2 separate regions of the Anser cygnoides genome follow, and region 2 is linked to region 1. A link is a contact called in public Hi-C data. All regions are on one chromosome and are shown on one strand. Each heading gives the region's core, a stretch centred on a gene start, on an enhancer-like site or on the middle of the called end of the contact. The rest is flanking DNA. Distances are from core to core; before and after follow the strand shown.

Region 1 (4,333 bases), core at 1,141-3,640:
GAACCTTTCCCCTTGGCTCCTCTACAGCTCAGTTTTCTTGCTAAAAACAAGATTTAGGAGTGTGGGGGTTTATTTATGGCTCTCCTGGCCTGGCTGCTGTCCCTCCCTTCTCTGTGCCGTTCCCACTTGCAGAAAAGGAAGCACAAAGCCGCCGTGACCTCGGACACTTACCTGGGCAGGGCTGGAGCCGGTTGGGGCTGTGAAGAGAAGCAGCGAGGCGGCCAGCGATGGCCCCGGGGCTTGTCCTTCCCGGAGGCCCTTTGGCTCGGCTGGACAGCCCTTATCCCGAACGCGCCCTAAATCCTCCGCTGCTGTCGGCGCGAGGGTGAACCCTGCCCTTCCACGGCTGCCCAGGCAGGCTGCTGGGAGCTGTAGTTTTCCTCCCTCCTCTCCAGTGCTGGCAGCTCTTCCACCAGGAGAAGGAGGGCCGTCATTCCCGGAAGCGTTCAGTGTTGTAACTCCTTTTGGACTGTATTTCTGGCTGCATTTCTGTGCTGTAGGCTTAAATACATTTGGGCAATGCTTTTCAAAAATAATAACAATAATATATCTTGCTGTGCCCACAGAGGGTGCAGATATGTTCCAACCTTACAGACCCCTGCCCCAGGACCCATTTCATGGGAAACAGTGGCATGGAGCAGGGCAAACTGAGGAAAGGCATTGATGCAAGGGACAGAGGCTGCAGCCCATCGGGTCAGCCTGGAACCTTTCTACCATCTGCAAATGGCTGAGACGAAGCACAGGGAAAGGTGACTGAAGCAGTGCCGGCACAGGGCAGAGTCTGGGAGTGGGACTCTTCAATTTGGAGAGCAGAAGGCTGACAGTGGGGAGGGTTAATCCACGTGGTGTTATCGCTCACCAAACCCCTCGTTACTAGAACTTGAGAAACTTGCAAAACAGGCAGCACATTAGGTTTGAGTGGGCAGAAAAAGTACTTTTTTTATGCTATGTGCAGGAAACTTCCAGACCTTCCTGGCACAGGGGTGATGGAGGCAGAGTTTCAGGATTAGACTCATTTGTGGACACCAGGTCTGTAAACAGTTAGTGCAGGACTGAGTGGGGAAATATCATTTAGGTGAAGTGCAAAAGCCCAGCTCCATGCCGTGGTCTGCTCTCCTGCTCCCACAGCATCCTGAACTCGTGTACTGGTGATGTACTGGGTCTGGCTGGGATGGGGTTCACTGTCCTCACGGCATCCCATAAAGTGCTGTGCTTTGAGTTTTGGCTGTTGCTGAACAGTGCTTGCACAGCATCAAGGCTCCATTTCCAGCCCCCCAAAAGCCAGTAGTCCCAGACAAGAGGCTGGGAAGGGACACAGCTGGGACAGCTGACCCTAACTGCCCAAAGGGATACTCCATCCCTTATAACCTCAAGTTCAACCCTAAAAACTAAGGGCAAGCAGGAGCAGGGGCATTTGCTATGAAGGTGTTTGTCTTCTGAAGCAATTGCTGTGTGTGCTGAAGCCGATCTTCCCAGGAATTGCCTGGACATCACCTGCTGATGGAAAGTAGAGAGATTTTTTTCTTGCTTCTGTGAGCAGCCTTTGCTTTTCTTTCATTAAACTGCTTTTAATTAATCTTTTAATTAATCTTGACCCACAACTTTTTTATTTATTTATTTTTAATCCTATTATCTCCCCTTGTCCTGCTGAGGAGGGGTCTGTGAGATGACTTTCTTCCTTTGGTGTTCACAGTCATTGGATATGAGCTGGTATATAGAACTGCAGCTCAACAGATCTGTCCTTTAACTTGTTTAATGATGGATTTTCTCTAAACAGGAATAAAATTTCTCTCAATCTGAAGAATCAACAGTGTTTAGTTGGCTTACAAAGGACACATTTTTGAGTCCTGCGTAGCTATTTACATAATATATTAATTTAATAATATGCTTCTTGTGAGCAATGTGATACTGCTTGGTAGCTGTAGTCACACCAGGTCACCTGCCAGGTCAGAGATCACAAGTCATGCCTCCAGCAGGTCTTTTCCTACCTAATTTGAATTGCGCTAACAGTTCAGCTGTACTTTGAAACCTTCCAACACAGTATTTATTACCTCCTCATTTGTTTTTGCTTTAGAAAACATTGTTCAATGCCTACATTCAGCATTTACATCTTATATGACAACTGCTGGTACAGGTGTGAGCATGCATAATTTATTTCACAAATATTTACTTGCTTCTAGGACAAACTGGAACATTGACAGTGTGCTGCTATAGCATTAAAATACTTTATTGTGAAATGTGTGCATAAACGAGGCTGTTGCAGGAGTGTGACTGGCACTTCCCTCACACAGCCTCCATCCTCCATAATGCACAACATGTACAAAACAAACAAAAAACCAGCCCCAAACTTCGGTGCCCGAGCCGGGCTCTGCGCGGCGACTGCCTCAGGGGGTCCGCGCACAACATGGCGGCGGCGGCGTCGCCCCCTCAGCGGGACCGCGCGCAACATGGCGGCGGCGGCGCTGCCCACGAGCCGCCCCTCGGCCCGCAGGAAGCGGCGGGGCCGGCCCGGCCCGCGGCGGGAAGTGAGGTTGGCGGGGCCGCCCCCGCCGCGCCGAGGCGGCAGCTTCGGTCCCGGGCGGCTCCGAGAGGGGCGGCGGCCGGGCAGGGCAGGGCTAAGGGGGCGGCGGTCGTCGCCTGGAGCGCCAGCGGCATGGTGGGGGACGGCGACGAGCGGGCTCCGCCGGACGCCCCCGAGCTGAAGCGGCGGCGGAAGAGCCCCCGCTTGGCGGAGGCGGCGGAGAGGGAGAGGGAGGCCGAGCCCGAGCCCGGCTCCGGTGGGGCGCCGGAGGGTGAGCGGCGCGGCGGGGCGTGTGTGGGGGGGGTGTGAGGATTTCGGCAGGGGAAGCAAGGAGCTGCCCCCCCCCCCCTCGGGGGGCCCCGCAGAGGCTCCCCTCACGCGTGTGTCGTTGCAGGGGGCGAGCTCGGCGTTGTGAGCCCGGACCGCCTGACCCGGCCGCCGATCCGAGCCTGCAGGGCGGCAGGTGAGTGCGGGGCTGTGCCCGCCCCGCGGCGCTGCGGGCCGGGCTTCTTGCTGCTTCCCCGGGGCTCACAGAGGCGCTGCCGGGGTGCCGGCGTCGCCTAAAACCGTCCCGTGCCGTCGGGCGGTCGCCCCGTCAGAGGGCTGCAAGCAGATGGCTCTGCTTCCTTCCCTTTTTGTCTCCTGAGCTGGGCTGGGTGCTTTGGCGAAGGGTTCGGCGGCGCTCAGGAGGGGAGTTGGGTGAGCTTCAGCTGGGGGGCACGGAGAAGTCTCGTCCTGAAGGAGGAAGGCAGAGGCTGTGGATGTGCCGTTGGGGAAGCAGGAATATCGACATTAAGCTGCTTTAAGAGTGAGGGTGCAACTAGTTAGCGGGTAAAGCGCAACGTAAAAAAGTGCAGCTGGTTAGCAGGTGAAAAAGCTTCATCTCTGAAAAAGCTGTGGGAAGCCATTCCTTTAGGAAGTATGGCTGAGTGGATTTATTTCATTTTTTTTTTTTCCTGCGGGCATCTCTAAGGATGAGGATGGGGGAGAGATGTCATCCCCCTGCCTCCCCAGGCTTTCAGCATCAGTGGCATTTGCTTATAGAATCACAGCATGGTTAGGGTTGGAAGGGACCTTGAAGCCCACCCAGTTCCAGCCCCCTGCCGTGGGCAGGGACCCCCCCACCAGCCCAGGCTGCCCCCAGCCCCATCCAGCCTGGCCCTGGGCACTGCCAGGGATGGGGCAGCCACAGCTCCTCTGGGCAGCCTGGGCCAGTGCCTCATCACCCTCACAGTAAATAATTTCTTCCTTATATCTAATTTAAACCTACCTTCTTTCAGTTTAAAGCTGTTAACCCTTGTCCTATCACTACACTGATAAAGAGAGTTATATACACAAGTGTTGTAAAAGTGTGAGACTATAATGCTTGATATAGAAGTGAAGGAGTAATTACCCCCCTCACAGTCCTGCTCTCTGTAACTACTGTAACGTATTTTTCTGCAGAGCTCAGGGAAGACCAGGGGGAATGCAGGGCCTGTGAGGCAGCAGGACAAGCAGGGTGGATCTTTACAAGGGCTTTTATAAGGGCTTTGTTTCTTTGTAATTGTCATGCTTCCTGGGGAGCAGCATGGAAATGAAACCATGAGCTAGGGAACTGGCTTCTGACTTCTGCTTAGAGGTTTTAAATATAAATTAGGAAACCTGCTTCGAAAGTTAAAGAACGTTAAGAGTGTAAAAACCCTGCCTCAGATCAGGCATCTTCTTGTTCAGCTAGCTAACGGTGCACGCTAGTGACCTATGCTGAATTTGTCTTAAAATATGCAAGTAGAATTTATGACTGTACAAGCAAAGGGCACGTGATAGATGTTTTTG
Region 2 (4,333 bases), core at 1,140-3,639, 140 kb before region 1:
AAGGAATTACTGATTCCAGTCAAAATTAGAGGCAATAAATGCTGGCATCAGAAACAGCCACAGCTACTTAGTACCTGGGCTGACTAAAATAGTAAATAAAGCAGTTATACAGAAAAAGGAATAGGCAGCATTAATCACATCTGTGCTGCAACAGCGCTGAGAAAGATGGAAAGGAACAGGGCTGGGCACAGGTTTTCTAGAGGGGCTGCAACGACCTCAGCCCTCTGCCTCAGCTCCCTGACTGTCCCCGTCTCGCCATAACTCACGGTCAGCACCAGCCATGCTCACAGACCCCAGCAGTCACCACGCGGATGTATTTGTCCATCCTGGGCAGCACGTGTGGGTTAACATCAGAAGCAAGTAAGCATAAGTAAAGGGTTGGAGTGTCAGGGACACCAGCTGCCATGCCAACAAATGGGGGCAACCACGCCGTGATTCATCCAGGGGTGCTCAGAAACGGTTGTGGTTAGGCAACCTTTGAGCAACGCAACCAGCAGGATTAATGGAAAACACTCGAGAAAATCAAGAAGCAGCTTACTGACAGGCATAGTAAATGATGAAACAATACAGCGGGTTGGACCTGTGAAGACAACAACAGAAGATAGGCATGAGTGGCAAAAAACAGGTGGCAATGGCTTTTTCTATTTTTTTTAAAGGATGGGAAGATACGTAACAAGGGGAGCTGCTTTGCTTTTCACCTTGGGTGAGCTGCCTGGAGACGCACTCAGAACGAAAGGAAGGGTATGTTGTCAAACAGCGCTTTTAGGGAACGGCTGAGTGACCAGAAGTGCCCACCACACCGTGCTTCTTTGGCCTTAGAGATTTTTCAAGAGGTGTTAAAATACGGTGGCACCTATCCCTTCGAGGCAAAGTAAGCAAAGCAAGTTGGCTAGCTCTGAAAGTTAGGTGCACTTTCCTTTTTGCTAAAGGGATCTCATTTTCCTACCGTCTGGAGTTGGGGTTTTACTGATTTGATGGAACAGTTTCATCAACAATTTTTTCATCTTTAGCAAACTTTGAGAGTTTTTTTTTTCTTCTTCTTTTCCACTCATCCACCCAGGTCATGCTGGCACCACAAGACACTTCTGTGTAAAAAGCTAGCACAGCGTTTTCAGCATGAGGGCACCAGTGGTCATGGATAGCCTGACTCAGAGTATCTCTAAGAAGCCTTGTGCTAAAAATGAGTTGATAAAAATGGGCTCAGTTTTGTTAAAGTTCCCAGTGCTGTCATCCATGCTGCTATTTGCATTGCAGCAGTGAAAGGATTTTTTGCTTTTTCATTTTTTACAACAATTTTCCTATTAAATGGCATGAAAGATGGGTGGTGGGACCACTGCAAACTAAATCTTTCAGACTGTCACTCAGTGGCTCTGCTCAGAGTCCCCAAGGATTCTTTAAAATAGCTTAATAGTTCCAGCAGTTACAGGTTTAAAAAAGCATTTCATGGGTATGCGTTGGCCAAAACATTTTTTTTGTACTAACAGTAAGGTGAAATGTGACAGAAACTTTGAAATATTTTACTACCTCAGCATATTTTGTACCGTGGTTTGGGACACCCTTTTGAGATATATCTGCACACGTAGCATGCATAGCACTGCTTTGAAGCCGTGAAGAGAAGGAAAAGACATGAAAGTTAGTGGCTTAGTTCTTATTTTAGCAATGCTTTCCCATCTACGCTGTAAATTGCAGCTACTGAAAGGTTACTAGAGTTTGTTTGCTGCTGACGTGTTCCAGTGACTCACAGTCCGTCATGTGCCTGTGTCTTCCTAGAGAAAGGCACAAAGCAAGGGTGTGGGTTTGAGCCTTTCACCCAACTCTTGTCACTCCAGGGTACGGACTGGGAAAAATGAGATGTCTCTGTCCAGGCCCCTTCCTCAGCCCCCACCTCACGGTCGAGCTGGGGCTCATTCCCCACACAAGGCGTCCTTGGGGCTCCCCGGGAACACCTGGGAGAGCCAGCAGCCCACAAAGCCTCTTCGTGGGCACAGGGAGCGCCACACAACTTGGCAGGCGCTCCGTGCGTGCTTCCCCTTCAACAGATTTGCCCCTGCTCGGGTAAAACGCTTTGAAGTTGGGTCCCTGCAGAGGCCACGCGTGTCGCCCAGCCCCGGGAGCTGGACGAGGCGCTGGTTGACCAGCCGCTGCCTTCCTCCCGAGGGACGAGGGCGGCTGCGGCAGCCAGGTCCCCCCAGCCCCTCGCAGGGGTCTCGGGGCTGCTGCCGAGCGCTGACGGGACCCGGGGGCGGCCTCTGACAGGAGGCGAGAGGCGGGAAACCGGGAGGGGACCGGGAGGGGGGAGGGGGGAGGAGGGAGGAGGGGCGCGCGCCCCCCACGTGCGCCTCACGTGCCGCCTCCCGCCCGCCTTCGCCCCGCCCCCTCTCCCCCCTCAGCCAATGGGCGGCGGCGGCGCCTCTGCTCCCCCCCGCCCCCCTCCCCTCCCGGATCCTGGTGCGCGGTGACGTGCGCGGCGGAGGCGGGAAGCGGCGGCGCGGGGCCGTTGGCGGCGGGAGCGGACTGAGGTGACTTGGGGGGGGAGGGGCGCTCCGTGAGGGGGCCGCCGCCGGGTCTCTGCTGCTTCCATTGCCCTCCTCGTTCGCCTCTCGCTGTGAGACCCCAGCTTTGTCCCGGTGCCCGCCCGGCTCGGGGGAGCCACCGCGAAGGTGAGCCCTGCTCGCTCCGAGGGCGTGCTGGCAGGGTTGCGAGAGGGAGGACGGAGGAGCCCGGGTTTATTGGGGCCGGTCACGCCTATAAAAGCGGGGAGGTCCCGCTGGGAAGCCTGGCTGGGGGACGCCAGCGTCACCCGTCAGGTGCTCGGAGCGGGGCGAGAGGAGCGGCTGCTGGTCGGGAGGCTTCTGCCGTCTGAGGAGGAGGAGGAGGAGGAGGAGGAGGAGAACCTCTGGGTCCTGCCCTGCCGTGACCGGTCTGCCTCTAGCAGGGGTCGGAGGGAAGGTCTGCTCTCCCCAGACACCGCTGTGCCGGTAGCTTCTCAGGTGCCGTAGTGTTATACTTCTCATGCGGAAACCCCATGAGGAAAGTATCTGCTTTGCTAGATTTCCCCCGGCACGGTTCTTGTTTCTGTGCCAAAAATCCTTTGCTCTGATCGCTTGACCTCTGCTGAGTTGTTTTGGTACCGCATCTGCGGAGCTCACTTAGGATACCAACTCCCTAAGTTAATTACCTTAATTCTTCTTCTGAATACATCATTCTTCCTCCATCCATCCTGGAACGTGTTATTCTTACTTCCTTTCTGTCAATCTCTCAGATACTCTTACAACTCCCATGTGTGCATTGGAGAGGAGACTGCTTTCCTCGCCTCTTGAGGACAGAGAGCGTACGCTGAAAAGAAGTAAACTTAGTCCTCTGTTGGAGCTGGAGAACCTGTGCTCCATAAGGATGGGTGTAGTTCATGGGAACAACTTGACTTGGATCAGGAGGCAGTGGAGATGCTCTGTAATAGCTCAGGGGATAGATTGTTAATGATCAAATTAATGTGGCTGCTTTATTCCCCTCTCCTTCTTCCCTCATTTTTCTTTAGAATCTGTGCTGTGATCAGTGACCCATTCTTATGTGATAGGATTTTGGCCACCTCACTTGTGTAAGAGCAGAAGGATTGAAGTGGCTGGCTGGCTGTAACCTCCATGTAGTTGTAAGCCCCAGGTGGGCAAAATGATTCTTTGATAGATGTGATGTGGCAGTGTCTGTACTGGGAATCCGGTGGGAAGGCAGAGAGCTAGGAAGCATAGTGTCTTCACAGTGGTGCTTGGCTTGCACTTAAAGGTGAGAGGGTTGTTCAGAACAATGGCAGCAATAGGTGTGGAGAGCTGTTAGAAGTGGGCTAGTCCTGCTAGCTAGTTTTCTGTGCTGCTGAGCATGTTAACTGAAGGAAGGTTTACTGTTTCCATGCCTGGTCCTTTGTGTTCTTCAGGTGAACGCTCTTTGTATTACATAAATTATGATAGTGTGAGCTATCAGCTGGTTTACAAAGTCAGCTTGGAAGCTTGTCATTTTTATGGTCCTTGGTTTTATAGCGTGTAGACTGACCTGGCTGGGATCTTGTGACACAGGGCTAAAAGGGGCAGTGTCCTGCAAGAAATGGTGGTGGTGGTTGATTAATGAGTTGTTTGGTGTTGGAGAAGTTTAACGTGTGCTGTGGTGCCCAAAAGGGGAACGATGAATTGCTCAGCTATAGAGGGGGCAAACACAGGAAGCTGCAGCCTGGCGGTATGTGACCGAAAGAGTTCAGTTTCCCTTTCTGGAAAAGTGTCAACCTCAATTTTCTGAGGAAATTCATTCTTAAATTATATTCTGCCATCTTTGTTTTTTCTACAAGTGC

The links. A called contact is a pair of places that touch in the nucleus more often than the background predicts.
Region 2: a Hi-C map of liver shows a contact between it and region 1, with 1.8 times the contacts expected there. The contact joins the promoter of SOAT1 here to the promoter of LOC106042493 in region 1. A contact is called at or near these places in 2 of 7 Hi-C or Micro-C datasets (both in liver).

Annotation. Positions count from the first base shown.
Region 1 is chr8:12,332,331-12,336,663 of Taihu_goose_T2T_genome, reverse strand. LOC106042493 (torsin-1A-interacting protein 1-like) reads left to right here and starts at 2,390. Exons shown (of 6, transcript XM_048073470.2): 1 at 2,390-2,792; 2 at 2,916-2,984. The coding sequence starts at 2,405. It overlaps TOR1AIP2 (torsin 1A interacting protein 2), which reads right to left and starts at 538. Exons shown (of 7, transcript XM_067001762.1): 1 at 172-538.
Region 2 is chr8:12,467,901-12,472,233 of Taihu_goose_T2T_genome, reverse strand. It overlaps SOAT1 (sterol O-acyltransferase 1), which reads left to right and starts at 2,389. Exons shown (of 16, transcript XM_048073370.2): 1 at 2,389-2,519.